Regions from separate parts of the Mus musculus genome. Here all the other regions are linked to region 3. A link is a contact called in public Hi-C and promoter capture Hi-C data. All regions are on one chromosome and are shown on one strand. Each heading gives the region's core, a stretch centred on a gene start, on an enhancer-like site or on the middle of the called end of the contact. The rest is flanking DNA. Distances are from core to core; before and after follow the strand shown. Region 1 holds the start of Nagpa (N-acetylglucosamine-1-phosphodiester alpha-N-acetylglucosaminidase). Region 2 holds the start of Glyr1 (glyoxylate reductase 1 homolog (Arabidopsis)). Region 3 holds the start of 1700037C18Rik (RIKEN cDNA 1700037C18 gene).

Region 1 (3,549 bases), core at 710-3,209, 1.3 Mb before region 3:
CCTGCTCCTGACAGCCAGAGAACTTCTGGAGTCAGGGAGGATGCTGGCAGGCCTGGCTTGCTGGCTGCCCGCCTTTAGCAAAGAACAGAGACATGGCCCTGCCGCATCGACACAGTGGTATCAAAGCAGATCAGCTGACACCACAGCCCCCAGAAGCAGCCTCTGAACAGCATTCACAGGAGTGAGCTATGCTTACTTCAGACCTCAGAGTCATTTGTGAAGAGCTGTTTGCTGGCTCTTAGCTGTGTGAGCTTCTAAGAACTAGCACGCCAGCCATGCAGGCTCTCTGGAGATCTCAGAAGAATCTGGGCTCAGTCTGCTGCCTGCCTCTGAGTGGCGGTGGCTGTTGGACATCTTAGACATCACTTGGCTTGTGGCTGCCCCTCTCCAGTGGCTGCAATGCCTCCATGTGGCCCTGCCTCCCCTGTGTGTATCTGCCTCTTCTCAGTACAGCAGTCAGACTAGGTTTGCAATCCCCTGAGTTCTAGGATGACCTCATCTAAACAAATTGTGCCTAAGAAACCCAGACATACAAAGAAACCCATTCTGAGGCCTTGCAAAGACCATGAGTTTTGGGAAGGACAAGGCTCAGTACAGATGGCTGAGCCTGATCACACACAGACCCCAAGAAGCATGGCTCTGGTTTCAAGCACACACACTGCTCACTGTAGACAGAAAGGGGCTTAAACCTATTCAAATCCCTGGCACCTACTAGATTGACAATGCCCCTGAGGAGGTCAGGAACTGGACTTTGCGTTGGGCTCTGCCTTTGGGTAAGCCCTAAGAAGAGCAGCCTCTGACAGGCAGCACTGAAGCACAAGCCGTGCTTCAAGGGGACACTCGCCAGGAGGATCCCAGGCTCGGGACTTACTATAACACAGGACACTTGTCACCTGAAAGCTTGAGTCAGTCAGTTATTATGGTCTGTGTGTGAGATACAAGTGGGTGCATAGGCAGTGGTGCACACATGTAGATCAGACTTTCTACAGCCAATTCTCTTCTTCCTCCTCTCCATGGGTTCAGGGTCTTCATCTCAGGTTGCACAGCGAGTTCATTTATGTGCTGTGCCATCTCGCCAGTCGTTCCTATATCCTAGAGGAAAACTAGTTTCTTCTGGTCAAGAGGAGGAAAGAGTGGAGACCTGTCATTCTAAGATACCCAAAACAGGGCCAGGTTGGGGACCTGTGCCTTTAATCCCATCACTTGGGGATTAGGTAGAAGCAAGAGGCTCTAGACCAGTCTACACACTGAATTTCAAGCCAGCCTACCTATAAATCAGAGACCCTGCTTCAAAAATAAAATTAAACAAAAACGAAGATAAACCAAGCTACCCAAAACACAAGAGTTAATCCAGTCAGACAGGTCTAGCAAATGCTAGGATGAAAGGTGTGCACCACCACGAGTGGGCTGCAAGCCTCTCTCTCTCTCTCTCTCTCTCTCTCTCTCTCGTTTGTTTTGTTTTTCGAGACAAGGTTTCTCTGTGTAGCCCTGGCTGTCCTGGAACTCACTCTGTAGACCAGGCTGGCCTCGAGCTTCACTCTTAAAAGTTCCTCTTCCTCCTCCTCCATCTTTTCCTCCTCTTACCCCCTAGGCTCCTTTTCCTCTTCTTGTCTTTCAGATAAAGTCTCAAGTAGTCCAGACTGGTCTCAAACTAACTAACTAGCCAAGAATAGCCAACCTCTTAACTTCCGATTCTCCTGCCTCTGCTGAATGCTGGGGTTGTGGCGTGGGCCACCACTTCTGGTTTGTGCAACACAGAAGGAACTAGGGCTTTAAGCACGAGAAGCAAGTTCTGTACAGACTTACACAGGCCCAGCATCTGTTCTTGCAATTTTCTGTAAGTTTGACATAATATGAGAATAAAAAGCTATCTATCTCCCTTCCAGCCTTACCCTCTCTGATGGAATTCGAATGCGTAATCAAAGCACCCAACAGCCTGGCCTGGAATCACGTGGGGCGAGCCCACGTGACCGGAGCACCAATCCAATATGGCGGCGCCCAGGGGGCCCGGGCTGTTCCTCATACCCGCGCTGCTCGGCTTACTCGGGGTGGCGTGGTGCAGCCTAAGCTTCGGGTGAGTGCAGCCGCCGGGGCCAGCCTGGCTGGGGTCCACCTTTCCTGAGCGCTCTCAGGCACAGCCCTCCGACCTCACGATCGCCCCGTCCCTGCAGGGTTTCCCGCGACGATGACCTGCTGCTGCCTTACCCACTAGCGCGCAGACGTCCCTCGCGAGACTGCGCCCGGGTGCGCTCAGGTAGCCCAGAGCAGGAGAGCTGGCCTCCGCCACCCACGAACCCCGGCGCCAGCCACCACGCGGCCGTGCGCACCTTCGTGTCGCACTTCGAGGGGCGCGCGGTGGCCGGCCACCTGACGCGGGTCGCCGATCCCCTACGCACTTTCTCGGTGCTGGAGCCCGGAGGAGCCGGGGGCTGCGCGCAGAAGCGCCGCGCTACTGTGGAGGACACAGCCGTCCCGGCCGGTTGCCGCATCGCTCAGAACGGTGGCTTCTTCCGCATGAGCACTGGCGAGTGCTTGGGGAACGTGGTGAGCGACGGGCGGCTGGTGAGCAGCTCAGGGGGACTGCAGAACGCGCAGTTCGGTATCCGACGCGATGGAACCATAGTCACCGGGTGAGGAGGCAGGGAGCCCCGGGGCTGTAGAGGGCAAAGGGTCTCTGATGTTCTTTCAGAGCCATGCCTCCGAGTCCAGGTCCCTAACCAAACTTCCTGTCTTTCTTCTTCCGAGTAATGACGCTGACACCTTCCTTCCTTTAAGTTTATTCATGTGCCACTGAATAATCTGTGATCAGGCCGTGTGTGGGGACTTGGGGAGGCGACCGTGAGCCTGAACACAGTTTGTGCCCTAGTGAACTTTGTGTAGTATTAGAGAAACATTTCGTGTTCAACGAAGCCATGGAACCAATTGGAAATAGTGTAGAGTTTATGGAGCAGTCCCAGACAGCTAGCTGGAGGCCTTTTGCTGTCCTGATAAAAATCCAGGTTAGACAAGGAGCTTGTTGAGGGCAGCCTTTGGAAGTTTCTGTGTTTCTTGAAATTTGACAGCAGCCAGAGTTGACAGCAGGCAGGCAGGAGTAGAAGGTAGCGCCATCTGGTGTTCCAGTTCTCTTCCAAGGTTCCGTTTTTTGCCAAGGCTGGGAAGTGGGCTTTCCCCAACTCTTCTCAGCCCTTGGTTGCAATTTCTGGGCCTGCCCATGTATCTGGTTCTTCATCCTTCAACATCAGCCAGTGTCACCACTGTTGATCTTAGGTTTTCACAGATCCTAAAACTTCTGCCAGTGACCAGCGCCTGCAGTTTCTCTTCCCTGGCTCTGTCCTTCAACCTCTCTACATTCCAGCCATCTCCCTTGCTCCTCTCTTGGACTCCCTTCCAGACTTGTTGTCATGATCACTGTCTCAGTACCCCTATTGCTCCTTTACAATGGTCCACTGACCTGCTCACCTCCTACTTTTTTTTTTTAAATGTGTGTGCATCTGTGTGTGCCTGAGGGGAGACCAGAGTTTGATTTCAAATGTCTTCTATTCTCTTTTC
Region 2 (3,273 bases), core at 282-2,781, 1.1 Mb before region 3:
GCCTCCTGAGTGCATGTGCCACCACTACTCGGCTCCTGTCTTATTTCATTAACTAGAATTACAGGACATTAGACAATGTATCCTTTGTTCTATTCCTGACTTTGATGGGATTGTTTCTAAATTTAGTTGTAAAGATTTACATTTAAAGACAAGTCATTACAATATTCTTAAATTCCTGGAAAACTCTAATTTCTAAATTAAGAACATTTGTCAAATTTTATGAAATCTTAAATACACTTTAAATGGTCAGTTCGTGTTTAATTAACACACAATGTAAATGACAGTCCTTGAAAAATGTGGTACTTCTTCCAAAGAAAAAACAAGCTGGGGTCAACCACCCAGCTTCTCCACCACACCATCTCTCAGAGCAATTGACAACCAAAGCCTCTACAAGGACACTGCTTTGGGGAAAGGGGCGTGAACCCGTCACCTTCCGAGCAGGCGTTGACTTCAGAAAGTACAGCTGTAAGTTAAGTCCACCCTGACACAGACTCCTGCCGCCTTTTCTTGGGTGTGAGACTTTTCTTGCTCAAAGTCGAGCTTCAACTCGGTCTACGGAACTTAGGGCAGCCGCCCTGCCCCTCGGCAGGTACCAGTTCCCATTACTGTCACCTGTCTTCCAGCTGTCAAAACTTCTTGCAAAGTGTCACACTACTTACGAAGGCTAACGCGGGAGGCTGGACCAGACCGCGGCGCTCACCGTTGTCCCCAGAGCCGACGCGGGCCGTAGACGTCCCCCCGTGGTGGTCCTCATGCCGGCCCGGGACCCTCGGGTTGCGGCGCGGCTCAGCGGCCCGCTCCCGAGCGCTGCAGGCGGGCGCGCGGAGGGCCCGCGCCGCGGCCCATGGCCGGCTCCCCAGCCCGCGGGAAGGAAGCCTCTCGACAAACTGCCGCTTTCTCTTGTCAGCCAGCGGGGGGAGCCGAGATATGCCAAGTCCACGTCCAAGAAAACAAGTCGGGCGACGCCGAGGACGCTTGGCGGGGACGCCGCTCCGGAAGCCGACTGTCGAGCTGGGCGCTCCTCAGCAGTCTGGAGCTCCCGCCCCGAGCGCGGGCTCGCGGGCAACCGGGGCCTCTTCTGCCCCGGGCTGGGACCGAGACTGGCTTCCAGGCCGCGCCAGGGTCAGTCAGGGCAGCAACCGGACTCCAACACCTATCCGCCCGGGACCTCAGGCTCGGCAACGGCCCGGGGCCCGCGCCTGCCTAACAGCCGTAACGGAAGCAGCGGGAAAGACTGGAAATGAGTCTAGAGTCCCGGAAGCGAGCGGGCAGCACAGTCGGCTCCCTTTCGCGCTAGTCCGGCCGCGCCGCCTCCGCCGCCGCTGCTTTGGACCGCGGATGCTTCGTTGTCACGAGCCGGAGGGGAGGGGGGAGGCGGGAGCTTGGAGTCTCTGGGCTTCGACGCGCTGAGAGCGCGGCGCTCAAGTCACGTGCCTCCAAGCAGTCCAATGGACGGCCGCGGCGCGGTGACGTCAGCGCATCCGCTAGGCGGATGACAGCAAACACCCGTCACGTGGTCAGGCCAACTCCAATGGGCGGTGCCGCGGCGACCTGAAGTTCCCGGCTGCCCGTGCGGCGGCGGTGGTTGGGTGGTAAGATGGCGGCTGTGAGTCTGCGGCTCGGCGACTTGGTGTGGTGAGTCCTGGCGACCAGCGCTGAACGAAAGACGGCGCGAAGCTGCTTTTCCTGGTCGCAGGGTTGCCAGCTGGCCCAGGAGTAGTTTTATTATGCACTCCGGACGGCGGAGAGTGGGGAAGAGGAGGTGCCGCCGCGGTGTGAACGACGCTTGAGCGGAAGAGGCTGTCCGGTCCCCGGGGGACCGAGGCCGAGAGGGGCCGCGGCGGTCCCTGCTCTGAACCCTGAGGCCATCCCAGGGGAGGGTTACGGCTCTAGAACTCTGGCTCCAGCTGCCACTGCAGAGAACTCTGGCGTGGCGTGGAGTCCCAGGGTCTCTCCGGACCTCCTCTCAAAGCAGGAGAGGATACCTTGCTAGAGACAGAGCCGTCCATACCCGCGTTCGGTTGGGACAGACGTGGGCTCGAGGCTTGGTTCCAGGTGGCGAAATCCGACTGCCCGGCGCTGCCCCATGAAGAAACCGAGGGGAGGGTGACTTCTCCTTTGCAAATGATGGCTAGGCGGTGATCCAGTGCCTCTCGTTCTGTTCCTTGTGTCCCCTGCAACAGCCAAAACCAAGAGTGACCATTGTCTCCTTGGAACTGCGTAGTTTCCCTACCTAGAGGAAGGTTTCCATGATCATTTGTCAAAGGAAAGCCGATCATGGGGTGAATTAAATCAGTCTTAGGGAAGTCTGTGTTTACAGAGAGAAGTTTCCAACACTCTCCCAGGGAGGTACCAGACCAGTGACGTCCTGATGGTTTTGTTTTTCTATGTTCCTTCTCGGGAAGAGTGCACAGATCTCAGGCACACACACACACACACACACACACACACACATATATATATATATACAGTTTTGTATGTAATATGTGAGGGCCCTGAGCCCAGCTGTGAAAGACCCATCTGGTTTGCCTGCTTTTGTTCTGGCCCTTTTGTTCAGCCTAGAGTTAGAAGCATAGATTGCTTGTTGAGTGGGCTGAAGGAGATGGACTGGCTTTTCCAGGGCAAGTTCTGACTGTTTGTATTATTTTCTCTAGGGGGAAACTGGGCCGGTATCCTCCCTGGCCAGGAAAGGTGAGTGCATTGTTGGTTTTAAAAGAAGGTAGTTGAAGCTAAGGGAGAGGGTTAACATGTTGAATTTCCTCCATTCTCTAACACTGACTTAAAATGGGCTCATTTTGATAAAATGTAGTGTTTTGCCTCCAGTTATCAGTCGGTTTTGAAAGTTATAGCATAAACCAGAGTGTTTAAATATGAGGTAATCACTTCAGTCAGAGGGCTTGTGAAATTGGTTGGTTTTTTATCTTGGAAATCAATTGTAATCAAAATGTAGCATGCTAAAATCTAAGGATGAAGAAACAGATTCTCCAGGAAGAGGGAAGTCTAAATGTAGGTTAGTGAAAAGCTAAAGTATTTTTGTCCCAACTAAGTTTAAATCTTCTTCCCCTGTTACCATATGTGCTGCTCCAGTGCATCTCTGCAGAAGATGGCATTCCAGATTTTTCAAGAGGTGGTCCATCATAGCTTTCCAAATGTTCTGGCTTTTTAGTCTTGCTAGGAATCCAGGAAATGTCTGAAGACTCTTTGCAATATGGTATTTCCTGTGCCTTGGTGGTCCCCTATTTTCACTGCTTCCTGTCTTAACTCTTGCTACCC
Region 3 (3,351 bases), core at 360-2,859:
CACACATATATCCCATATATGTATACCCTTTATATTGCAGCTTTTCCTTATACCTCTATGAAAAAAGTCAGGTTTTGCCTAAACACTCCTTTTAGCTAAGTAGTAGCTATCAAGTTCTCCACTGTTATAAATGGTGACAGTCTCATAGATTACACACTATACAGCATTTATTTAAGGTAAAAAAATATAAATCAGTATAAATTCTGAAATACTCCTTTTAAATATTCTTTCCAGTACAATGATCACTATTCAATGATCCCAGTAAAGTGCCAGCCTCATCAAAAACTACGTGGGACAGTCATAATTACACTGTTTCAAATACCCTCAAACCCTAGACAACACGACCCTAATAGCTGCTACTCTTCTGTAAGTGAAGTAAGATTTTTTAGGTCACACAGTCCCATCACTCTAGCTGTGTGAACCAGGGGTAGCTATACTACTTAACTTGCAGTTAAAACTAGGAACAATAAGGGTGAAATATAATCACCTGCCACAAAAAGGATGTTTCCCCCAAAGAGTATAACGAGTAAGAGTAGTCTGCTTCCCCACTCTCTAGCCAAGTTCTCTGCCCAGTATTTGGCATTCAGGCAAGCTGGATTCAAACTCTAAAGCAACTCGTTCAATTACTTTGACCTCTTGCTGCCTGTTTCATCTCTAACCAGGGCACAAACCTGCTAGGAGTAAATGAAATATTGCCCACATAGAGGACAGCATGTGACAGATTGTAACATACAAACAAACAAAACAAACCCTCAAAAATGAACAAAACAACCTAGCAGCACTAGCCATCCATTCATCCGGCCACTTCCTCGGCTTTACTGGTTCTTTCTACAAACTAAATGCAGAAGAAGTCTCCATTTCCGCAAGACCTTTCTAATGCGGCTGCAAATGTGGCCGTGACAACCAGAGATAAAATGAGGTGAAATTAAACATTCAGTTCTTCAGCGGCTCGAGACACATTCCCAGTGTTCTAGCTACACGTGGCCAGTGACGGACCGAACTTTCCAAAGGTGCTGTAAAGTTCTGTCAGCCCCTGGCTGGCCCAGGGACCCACGGCCTGCCTGGGCCCACGGCTCTGGCAGGGGTCCGGCAGGGGAGTCTCGAGATCCTGGGAAGCCCACGGGAAAGCCGGGTGCAGCCTTACTGCGGAGGTCGCGGAAAGACATGGCGCTCTGGTCCCCAAGAGTCCACTGGGGCGCCGCTGCCCGTCTCTGTAGAGTTCGCAGGCCCAGCGCTCTCCGGTCTCTATAGCAACGCTCAGAGGCCTTGGACAGCGTGCGGACCAGGCCAAACAGGACAGGAAGCGAAGAGGGGTGGTGAGCGCAAGCGCAGGACACAGACCAACAGGTGGCGCCAAGCACCTTGCGAGCTGCGCAACGTCATAGTCTTTCAGAGAGCGCTTTTGGCTCTGGTCCCGTTGGAACTCTCATTACCTCACTGATATATGGAGCACATTATAACCTTTTGTGACCGAGTCTCCTTTGTATTTGTAAAAGCATAGCTAAACCCCGCAGTCGAAGCCTCATAAAGTATCCACAGAATGACAGGAACGAAGATACCCTACCCTGGGCAGAATTCGAGACCTGTACCCGGAAGGCTTTTGTGCACGCACAGCTAGTCAGTATTCCCGACAAGCCGGAAATTGGCGCCCAGACTCGCGCGCCAGAGGTTGCCCTGGAAACTGTGGAGCGAGGTAGTGCTGGTGTACCACGCCTAGGGTGTCAGGGTCAGCACAGGCTCTACAGAGAACTCTCCTTGGTGACTGCTACGAGTCGAGGACAACCGCGACAAAAGCAGGGCTGGAGAGAGGAGAGCTGTGCCAGGAAGGGTGGGCGATAAGGAAAATGGGTAGGTGCAAGAAGTAAAGGTGCCCTTGGCTAGAACACGGTGGTACTGACCAAGAGTAGATACTTAAGGACAAAAATATGTGGGGTAGGGCCATACATTCGTGGCTAGTCTAACATGGGGGACAATGCATTTGAACAGTCTTTGCAACAAATGGTTTTGAAACAATGAGCAATCCATAGCAAATTAATATCTATGTAAAAAACAATGGTTCATACACCTAGATGTAAAACCTAGAACTAAATTTTCTATAATGAAACAGAGTTGTGGTGGAGTTAAGATTCTAAAGAACCTGTAGTTTTATATTTCTACCAGCAGAATAATTGTTCCAGTTTGTCAGAATGCACAGGAAAAAAATTGGCATTATCTACATACTGCTTAACCTATGAGAAAATGGATAATTAGACAAGTGTCACCCAGAACCATCTTCTCAGCATGATTCAGATCTCTACAGGTTTGTTCTCCAAATCCTCGTTCTCCCTGCCACAAATGAGGAAGCCTAGCGAATGACTTTCCAGCATACCAAAGCCAATTTGTCTTATGTGGCTTGCTCTGAATCTAACATCAACAAATTTACCCTAGGTTTCTGGTCTCTTCCCTTGCCCGCCTCCCTCCTTGCCCCTGACATACCATACTCTCCCAAACTAGGAGGTCCAGGAAGACTAGTCTTTACTGTGACATCATAAGGACCAGTTGCTATGGGAGACCTGCAGATCCACCCCCTAGACAGGGGAGAGCAGGCCCTACTGCACAGAAGGCCTGGCCACTCCTCCCCCACCATACTGGCCCTCCATGGAAGCCTTGGTCTGTGCATTCTCTGAGCTTCGAATAAGAGAAGGTGCCTGGCTGCAGGGAGGAGCAGCAGCAGAGATGCCACACTGTCCCAACCTGGGCCCAAAGCTACTGGGGAGAGCCCAGGGATGTGCATGCTTGGGAAGGGAGTAACTCCTGATCTAGGCTATATGACTGGGCCAGGCATGCCCTCTTGTACCCACTGTGCTTATATACACTGGTGCCAGCATACTCTTTTTAGAGTAGAGAGCACAAAACGAGCTTGAAGTGCTCAACGGGATCTCAGTGCCAAAGTCCTGGGCTGCTTGGGCGCCTCTGTTAGGGGAGCAGCGGAGTAGTGGGAATAGACAGGAACTAAGACTGGATAGCCAGGGAGTAGAAGCTACGTATGAGTTGGTACTTGCATTTCCCCCAGATGCTGTTCCCACTGGCCATCACCCTCCTGCTCTCTCTCTCTCTCTTGCAGATGCAGTGAGCTGGGCCCCAGGACGCCCCAGCCACCCTGACACACCACCCAACATCTATGAGGGAGGATTGGGGGCCCAGCAGCAGCAGGGCCCCAGTGCTCAGGGAAGCAAGCCCAAGAACTTCCGACTGCGACACCTCCGGAGCCTGGCTCTCTACCTGCCAGGCCACATGCAGCCTGCTGGCCAATGTGGAAGCCACTGGCTAGGCCGGCTCATGGCTGGGGGCAGCCTGACACGGCCTGAAGGC

The links. Promoter capture Hi-C pulls out the DNA fragments that hold promoters and counts their contacts. A called contact is a pair of places that touch in the nucleus more often than the background predicts.
Region 1: a promoter capture Hi-C map of liver shows a contact between it and region 3, with 5 times the contacts expected there. The contact joins the promoter of Nagpa here to the promoter of 1700037C18Rik in region 3. A contact is called at or near these places in 4 of 39 promoter capture datasets (cranial neural crest, liver, maxillary cranial neural crest and 1 more), 1 of 484 Hi-C or Micro-C datasets (CD4 T cells) and 1 of 9 other capture datasets (adipose tissue).
Region 2: a Hi-C map of CD4 T cells shows a contact between it and region 3, with 4 times the contacts expected there. The contact joins the promoter of Glyr1 here to the promoter of 1700037C18Rik in region 3. A contact is called at or near these places in 2 of 39 promoter capture datasets (liver and pre-B cells), 1 of 484 Hi-C or Micro-C datasets (CD4 T cells) and 1 of 115 datasets of contacts at active chromatin or transcription factors (microglia).

What each region holds. Positions count from the first base shown.
Region 1 is chr16:5,202,422-5,205,970 of GRCm38.p6, reverse strand. It overlaps Nagpa (N-acetylglucosamine-1-phosphodiester alpha-N-acetylglucosaminidase), which reads left to right and starts at 1,959. Exons shown (of 10, transcript NM_013796.3): 1 at 1,959-2,074; 2 at 2,172-2,630. The coding sequence starts at 1,989.
Region 2 is chr16:5,048,168-5,051,440 of GRCm38.p6, reverse strand. Glyr1 (glyoxylate reductase 1 homolog (Arabidopsis)) reads left to right here and starts at 1,531. Exons shown (of 16, transcript NM_001079814.1): 1 at 1,531-1,635; 2 at 2,655-2,691. The coding sequence starts at 1,598. Ubn1 (ubinuclein 1) reads right to left here and starts at 1,384. Exons shown (of 19, transcript NM_026666.4): 1 at 660-1,384.
Region 3 is chr16:3,906,947-3,910,297 of GRCm38.p6, reverse strand. 1700037C18Rik (RIKEN cDNA 1700037C18 gene) reads left to right here and starts at 1,609. Exons shown (of 3, transcript NM_028484.2): 1 at 1,609-1,848; 2 at 3,104-3,351. The coding sequence starts at 1,845. Cluap1 (clusterin associated protein 1) reads right to left here and starts at 1,289. Exons shown (of 12, transcript NM_029738.2): 1 at 1,145-1,289. The coding sequence starts at 1,166. It overlaps Gm41410 (predicted gene, 41410), which reads left to right and starts at 1,645. Exons shown (of 4, transcript NR_153801.1): 1 at 1,645-1,693; 2 at 3,104-3,351.